Linked DNA regions of Mus musculus: region 1 is linked to region 2. A link is a contact called in public Hi-C data. All regions are on one chromosome and are shown on one strand. The core of a region is the stretch at or near the end of the contact, and the rest is flanking DNA. Distances in the headings are between cores, read along the strand shown.

What was found. Hi-C and Micro-C count contacts between places; a contact is called where the count stands out from the background.
Region 1: a Hi-C map of olfactory sensory neurons shows a contact between it and region 2, with 2.5 times the contacts expected there. The contact joins the promoter of Snca here to the enhancer-like site in region 2. A contact is called at or near these places in 2 of 484 Hi-C or Micro-C datasets (the HPC-7 cell line and olfactory sensory neurons) and 1 of 9 other capture datasets (adipose tissue).

Annotation. Positions count from the first base shown.
Region 1 is chr6:60,826,878-60,831,511 of GRCm38.p6, forward strand. Snca (synuclein, alpha) reads right to left here and starts at 2,127. Exons shown (of 6, transcript NM_001042451.2): 1 at 1,847-2,127; 2 at 604-750. The coding sequence starts at 724.
Region 2 is chr6:60,760,233-60,764,401 of GRCm38.p6, forward strand. All of the region lies in intron 4 of Snca (synuclein, alpha), which reads right to left. Among named protein-coding and RNA genes, the nearest start is that of Snca, 67 kb to the right of the region's middle. Within about 2 kb of position 1,584, at least 4 of the 459 cell types and tissues checked have an H3K27ac peak or open chromatin away from gene starts, as enhancers often do. A contact at or near this core is called in olfactory sensory neurons, where this site is marked.

The DNA.
Region 1 (4,634 bases), core at 877-3,376, 67 kb after region 2:
GTGTGTGTGTGAGTGTGTGTGTGTGTGTATGTGTGTGTGTGTATGTGTGTATGTGTGTATGTGTGTGTGTAAGAGAGAGTGTGTGTGTGTGTATTGTGTGTGTGTGTGAGTGTGTGTGTGTGTGAGAGAGAGAGAGAGAGAGAGAGAGAGAGAGAGAGAGTGTGAGTGTGTGTGTGTGTGTGTGTGTGTGTGTGTGTGTGTTCTCACATAGTTCAGGCTGGCATCAAATTCTCTGTGTAGCTGAAGATGACCATCAACTCCTGGTCCTTGGGCCTCCACTTCCCAAATGCCACCAGGCTTACTGCCATACATGTCTTTGATTCATAAGCATATTCTTGGTTATTTTTCATGGGTTGCCAATTTTTAAAATTCAGTGTATTCATACACAGAAACAGAAAACCAAATAAAAAACCTACATAAATAACAAGATTAATGAATCTAAGGACAGAAAACATTGTCCCTGTTTGTTTCTGAGAGCTAATATGCAGGTTCATATTCTCTCACCTCCACACAGCTGTCACTCTTCTGAGAAGCTGTGATGCACACGAATCAGACACCACACACCAGCCACCCCAATTCATTAGTCACAGTGTCACTACCTACCTACATAGAGGACTCCCTCTTTTGTCTTTCCAGCTGCCTCTGCCACACCCTGCTTGGTTTTCTCAGCAGCAGCCACAACTCCCTCCTTGGCCTTTGAAAGTCCTTTCATGAACACATCCATGGCTAAAGATGTATTTTTGCTCCACACTAGAGAATACAGAATACATTTTGAATTAGAAAATTTGGGTAAAAAAATAATAATAATAAGGTTTAAAACAGCTAGAGAAAGAAAGGAAATTGAGGGGGAAAAATCAGTATGCCTTCCCCCAAGTCCTGGTGTAAGTGTGATTTCTTGGGTGGGGGGATGTGGGGGTGCTGGGCACAGTGTTGATTGATTGTTGAGTTATGTCACTCAATACTAGGAAAAAGTCATGTCACTTAAGGATGGGATGGATCTAGTTTGATCATTCGACTGCTCTTACATACATATTTCAGAAGAAGAGTTGCAGAAGGGGAGGTGGGCATCCTCTACCCCATCAAGTTCCCAGGGCCCAAAGGTTACATTCAAAGTAAAAAGACTATCTAGAAAAGGAACATGGGAGGTGGGCGTACAGAGATGGAGTGGGGGCAAGAGGATAAAAGACCCAGAGAGGAGTCAGTCTTTGGAGAAGGAAGGGAGGGGAACTGTTTAATCTAGAAGTAGGGAACTGCTTGAAGCCCAGCCTTTCTAATCTTGCAAGACCTTCTGCCCACCACTAGCTCTTTGCCTGCTATCTGCCCAGAGCAGGCGCTGTCCATACACTTGAGCAGTCTCACTTGAGCACCACCCAACCAAGAAGCTCTGTCCTCAGCTGGAATCCTCTAGAAGACCCTGCACCCCATGCTCATTAACCCTTTATCACCTGTTGCCTACTGTCCTCTGCACTTCTATTAATCATGGGCCAAAGGCACCCTTCTTCCTCTACAGAAAGAAGCTGAAATGCCTGGGGTTGGAGCATGAAAGTTGGATGCTCAAATTCCACCCAATGCCCAGCACTAAGCTTCCACCATCCAGCACTCAACATGAAACACCCTAGCGTTTCCGCTTGAAAAAGCAGATGCCACAGGCAACCTGGCCTTTCCCTCGGGCTTTGACAGGATGGAAGGGCATGTCTCCAGCGAAAGGAAAGCCGAGTGATGTACTTTCCACGCACTGGCCCAGTCCCCACCGCCAAAGCAGCTGTAGTTGGTCTTCTCTAGGCGTCCCGGCTCTTTGCTCCGGCTAGCTAAGATCCCCAGAGCTGCCCCATCTACAGGTACTTACCGGCTCCCTAGGCTTCTGAAGAACTCCGATTCTTCCTGTTTTCCCCAATCTAATTTCAATGAAAGAGGCAAGGGCAGGCAGGGGCAGGGGGAACACCTGCTGGTCTCCTGCCGTCTGCTGCCTGCTGCCGGGCGCTCTGGCTCCCTGGCTCCTTCACGTCGCCCCCGCAGCTGATTTGTCAGCGCCTCTCCCCGCCCCTCGCCTGCCTCGTGCCTTCGCTCCTCTTCCTAGGGAGGGGACGGGTTGGTTGGAGGTGCGGTGCGTGAGGGCTGTGGGTATCTGGAGCACATTCCCCCGGATGGAAGGAAGAGAGGACGGCCTGAGCCTCCCCTCGAGTTCAGAGGGCCCTCAGTTTTATCGTGGCTGAACTTGAGCTGGCGCCTCTCCTGCCCCACCCCCCTCCTTCCCTGCCTCAGTCTGTTCCCAGTTCCTCTAGGCGACCCCCTCCTCCAGGACGAGCCCAGATGCCACACCAGAGAGCTGGACCGCCTGAAATGGTCTGTGTGCGGAGCCAGGCAATGGAGAGGGAGCACACACCCTTGGGGTTGCTTTTGTTCACACAGCTTAAGATTTCCATTTGTTTTTACCCCGGAGGAGTCTAAAAGGGTTCTGGGTGCAAAGGGGAGCCGACTAAGGAAGAGTTACAGGTCGAAGAAGCAGGGGGAGGCTCAGCAAATCCTCATTCCCACTCCACTATCACCATTTTCTTTTCCACCAATCAGCGGCTGCCAGACGCTGATTTTTTTTTCCCCATCTGTGGAGCAAGGAATAAATATCCCCCAACCGTCGAAAACCAGCTGCCTCAAGGCTTTTTTGCACTTGAGAAAGTGGCTTACTATAGAGTTACAGGATAGGAAGGTAGCGGCTGTGGGATTCACCCTCTGGGACCATCACAGGCAGTTTCTTCCTTAGTCCCTACTTAATGGCAGATTTTGCACACCTCTTACCTTTCCGACTTCTGGCTGCGTGGAGCTCCAGCGAACAGACTCTTCTTCCAATCCAAGCACACGCGCAGATAGATGCACAGGCTTTGAGACAATTTCTGTGTTACTTAACACGTTCCCACTTCTCTCTGAGATGAGCAGAATACCACTGTTTTATAGCAGAGTGGATTTGAGTGCCAAGCTCCTCCCCCAGCAGAGTGCCTTGCTTTTCCTTTCTTGTATTCTGAACTTGTGTTGGGCACTGGAAGCTAAATCAAGCGTTTACTGTATTAAAAGGGGGGGGGGGTCGTAGGAGGGAATGCTTTCTCTGATCCTTGAAGTCAGTTGACTTCTGAATCCTGAAAAATAAATAAATAAATAAATAAATAAATAAATAAATTGAAGTCTAAAAAAGCATTTGAAACAAGGGACAAGCAGCTTGTTTGGCATGCTATAAAGGAAGGAGGCAGATAAAACCACAAATGCAGAGTACAAGTAATGTGACAGAAATTAACTGTTTAAGCAACGCCTTCAATTCTTATTCCCTTTAAAAATCAACCTTCCTACACACTAGTGGCACATACCATGTTTACTTGAAATTAAAGGAAAAGGTGGCACCTCTGCAGTAGATAGGGTTAGATCCTGGGCTCTAGCATCCCCATCCTGCCAAGTTAGGACACCTGTCCTCAACCAGCCAGGTAAAGTGACATATAAATAGTGAAATACTAGAAATGGGAGTAATTCAATGTGGCCACGTTAAGAAGAGGAACAGAGGTTTAGTGCCCCAAGTTCATCTTGTTTAGATAGAGGTCAGGATGTATGTATGACTAAGCAGTAGGTCAAAGTGTGCTTCCAGCTACTGTCTCTGTCTCCGCTCCAGTCTCTTCTGCAAGGAGGTCTGACTAAGTATCTGATATCTGATATTTCTTCCTGGGAGACATGCTCACCCTGTAATTGACACAAGGCTTCAGCCTTTTCCTTCCCTCAGCAAATTCCTGGAGGACTTCCAATTTCTTGGGGTCTATTTGTCAATAGTCTAAAGCCAGATGAGAGGACACAAACGTTTCCTCGGGATAATGTTTTGCCAGGCCTGTTTTGGTTGCGTCTGGGCGTTGGTTTTCTGCCTCTCAGAACTTTACCAAGTTATGTTCTATTTAGCCAGGTTTTTTTTTTTTCTATTATAGAAGAGAAAGTGAATTGAGATGACACCTCTCCTCTAAAATTTTAGAATGTAAAACATTTAAACATATTTACAGTTGTGAGACTAAGATTCCTACATAAATATCACCAGCTTCCACAAGCATCATTCTGTGCCTTCAGCATGGCTACTCTGTCACTATCGACTTCTCTCCTTCTAGAGATTTAAGCTTTTCATGTTTTTCCATCTGGGAACATTCTAGCACACATTAATAAATGTGAGAATGACTGAAATACCCAGGATGGCATCAAATGATATTCTACATTGAATTATAGTTTATAGAGTGAACTGCTCTGATTTTGTGTCTGCAGATTTTGAAAAAGTCCAAGTGATAGCATACCATTTTAAAGAGAGACTATTTCAATATCTAGAACACTCATTGCATGCAAAACTAAGCGGTACTGGTCAGGGTGTTGCTCCTAACATCAGCACTGTCTGGTTTCTATTATCTTCAGTCACACAGTCTGGCCAGTTATCTGACCTGAGTGAAATCTCAAAAGATAAAAGGAAATGTTTCATCCCTTTGAACTATGTTTATAATTCTATTTGATTCTGTACATATCCATGGAGTATATGGCCTTTGTTTATACCAGTCAGCATGATGTGTTAGTTCACCTATGCTGTTGCATAAATCACTAGTTTATTAGTTTCTTTTCTTCTTTTATTA
Region 2 (4,169 bases), core at 334-2,833:
CTCCTCTAATTCCTATCTAATAATCTAATACGTGTCACTCGTTTCCCATCATTTCTGAACTCTCTTTTCCCTTTCCAATCATAACCCTACTAATTAAACAGTACTTCTGAAGTCACTTGACTCCTCAAACTAATAAGCACCTAACAAGTATGTGGATTTAGCCACCACTTTCTTTAATATCAGAGTGGTTTGCTGTTGGATAAAGACTTGCCATAGAGAGTACACAAGGGCAGATTGGATATAGAACCTGGTGCTTGAGATACCAGTCTAACAGACAAAAATATTACCAAACTGTTCTACAACCTAGTACCCTCCAAAAACAGCAAACACACCCACAGAAGGAAAAGATGCAACTGTAATTAATCAAAGCAAAGAATCTTATTCATTTGTGAAGCCATAGATTGATATCAATGCTAGACCAAAAGTCCATAAAAATACATTATAACAACTACTTACATGACATTTACCTTGTATTAGGTACTATAATGTAAGTTTGTAGGAAGATACAAGTTGAAAGTATTTATTATACAGTTTAATGAATTCAAGCAATTTCAATCTGGCCTCTCAAGGGGGGTGTTGGAGCCATTTCTTATAGGTACAAATGGATGATAACATTTGACTCATGGGCATTGGAAGGGGGTTCTAAAACTATGTCCTATAGATATAGAGTGATGACGATGCTACCTCAATCATTGGCATCTGAAGAGGGTCTGGAGCCTTCACTTACAAATATGGAGGAACAACGGTATATGAATTATTGATGTGTAAATTTTAAAAGAGAGAAAATGTTACAAAGCATACTTTATATAACCACTAGGCAGGAGTGTTATATAGAAGGACAATGACATATACATTATTGGTGGATAAATAACAGAAATGAGAAATTTATAAAATTTGCTTTATATGACCACTGAGAGGGGTATTTGATGATTATTATAAGAACACTGTGAACAGATATATTAAATATATATAAGAAAATATGTAAATTTAATAAATAAAATATTGTTTAAGCTTAATTTTATCAAACAAACACATTATATGATTATTTTATTTTATTTTATTAACTCTAATATTTTATTTTAAATATCTATATTTTTCACAAGCATACAATATTAATTATTCCTAAAAATAACCACTCTAAATGATTTTATGATAAAAAAATTTTTGGTAGGCTTTGAGAGAAATCAGAAATTAATCCATCAGAACCTGTGACAGAAAACATGGGTAAATGAAACAAGAGTGTCAAGTGTGAGCATGTTGAAAGATGGCCTTTGAGATTGATATACTCCTTATTTCTATAGAGTAAATGACTGCTTAATTAGGAGCAGGAAGGTTGCTGAAATTAAATGCTTTGCTATAAATGTATGCATAAATGTTAGATGTTTAAATATAATCATTTGAAAGAAAAATGTTAAGGACATTATAAAACTGTAAATTCCACTCTATTTGTAGGAGACAGTGTGTGGGGAGCTCTTGTGATATTATCAGTCAGAAATCAACGTCTCTCTGTCATTTTATTAGCTAATGTCAAAGGAGATATATGTGTGTATAGTGGGGAGTCAGGAACAAATTATGTTGTATGCCATTACCTGATGCAAAAGCAAACATTTATGAAGTCATCCATGAGGCAATGGCTTGATAATAGCTAAGCCTTCACAAAAGTCTTCAGGGACTCATGTTCTTTGGAGTGTGACAGAAAAATCATCTGAAACTCAGCAAGCCAGTGTGAAAAGATCACATGCAGCAAATGGCCTTGGCCTTGTTTCTTCTGCTCAGTGACAGGTTTATTTTCAATCTGATTAGCATTGGAGGATGAAAAATGATACTATACTAAACCTGTCCTGCAATTATTCTACGTGAGCCCTGTTATCAAGAGTCTTGGGCTGTAGTTAAGAATGACCCTTAAAACATGCAAAAGAGATAATGAGACCACTGTCTGGGAAACCAGAGCCTTCACCTCTGTTCATGCTGTCCTTTGGCCATGATCGGGGAACTGTATACAAGAACAAATGTTTATCTCACAGCCTAAATCTAGACTAGTTTGGCATCATTGATCAAGATGGTTAACAAAGAGCCTTGGCGTAAAAACAGGATATCCTGATATTCAGAATCCACAGTTCTTACTCAGTGCCTTCCTTTCACTCAATCCATGTGACATACAGTCGTTTTATGACAGAGACAATGAAAATGTTCCTGTTAAAGGCTACCAGGGGATATAGGCATTTGCTGAGTTCTGACAGTGTAATCACAAAAAAAAAGAAAAGAAAAGAAAAAGTAGGCAATACTTGTGTGCCTTGCTTGCTTTCTTGTTCCTATAGCTTGGCTTGTCATTCCTTTATGGAAGTAAGAAGATCGAGTTCATATTATCACAGAAGGAACCACAGGGATTATACATTCATATGTTGCCAGGCTTGTGACGACAATGATTCTTCATAGGAACACTTTCACTTAAATTACTTTCATTTGCGACACTGCCTTCTTTTCTTAGAGGATACTTTAGCATGTGTATATTATCAACATCTACATTATTCACTGTTCTGTACACTTCCTATAAGTATAGCATTAGCTACCAAGCTTTAGTCTGATTATATTTGCTATAATTAGAGGAACATGTAGAAACCTTCTACCATAATTAAGCAGAAAAGACTTATAAGAGGCATCATTCTTTCTGACCATAAAAGACGATGATTTGCCATGATTCACAAGCTTTTAATATTAACAGTGATCTGTGCTGGCTATAGCCCTGCAGTTGCTATTAGAAGTAAAGAGGGGACGAGCAGGCCTGCTGGCTAGTTGGCAGGCTATTCTTTCCCATGTCCCTTCCTGGAAGCTACAGTGGTGCTGGTTAGGTGAAGCTAACTCCTCTCCTGTGGAGCAGCCAAGTGAGTCATATGAATAGGGACCTGGATGGGCAGACTAGACAGTATTGCCATGGCAATGTACAATAAGCAGAATACAGGTTTGCAGAGGTCTTGGAGGAAAATATCAGAGGTTAGTGGCGCTTCTAAGACAGCGTCTATTATCTAGGAAAAGGGTCAACAAAACCTATGATTACAGGTCTTTTCTACTAGACATCACTCATTCATAAGATCTCATCCCAAAGAGGTGATAGTGTACAAAACACCTCCCAGATTTTAATTGTCACCTAACATCAGCTTAAATTTCTATTACATTTCTACAAGAACACGGTGAGAACGCCGTTCATATTTCTTGTGTATTTGTTACAGCACCCTTTTTTATTCTTATTTTTTCACTTAGATAAACAGGCTCTATGAATGGGGAACTGTGGGAGATTCCAGAGTTTCAGATCACTAACAAGAATGGAGGGTATTAGGCACCAAGAGAGCTTCTGAGCAGCTCTGCTCACCCCTGGTCAGTGAGGTACAAAGAAGTGAGAATTTCTCATCCCAATGCTGAAGTTGTTACTCTCTAGAAAGGACAGCTGGGTGCCTTGCCAAACAATAACCACTCTCAAGCATTACTGTTGAATTCTTTAACTCTGTCTTTTCTCAGATAATTTCTTATATTCTGTATATACAAAATGAGCCCACATAACAACATACCTGGCTAGAATAAGTACTATGTCTCCACAAATGCTCAACATTTGTTCAATGAGTGAGTAAGCCATTGCTTATGAGAAATTATACTGTTGAATTTAAAATGAATTTTAGAGGTGATACACAGTGATTGAGTTACTAGGTTAGCACATTGCTGTAATTTTACTGCCAAATTCCCTACAATTTATTAAAGGAAGTTGGTATTAGTTACATACTTTATGTATAATTATCTATTATCGCTTTATAGTGTAGACTTTCTTGTTAACTTTACAAACATAAAGTCTATGATGTTGATAGCCATTAAACTTTCTATCTATACTTTCTATAAGCTGAGGCACACTTATATAAAGTCTTCACAAAATTTGTTGTAATGTAAATTTTATGTATTGTTCCTCTTAAGAAATCCATGTGAGTACAGTTATGCTTATAAATACCATTAGCCCTGGATAGATGAATATATCTTTCAATAAAGCTTGCAGGGACCAAAGACATTGAAATTTGAAAACCTCACTATGTAAAATCAGATTGAAATTGATAAATAAAATTTAAAAAATTTAAAAAGGACTAATGTTATGGTGGCAGGATTGAATGGCTTGCAGACCAATTACTGTA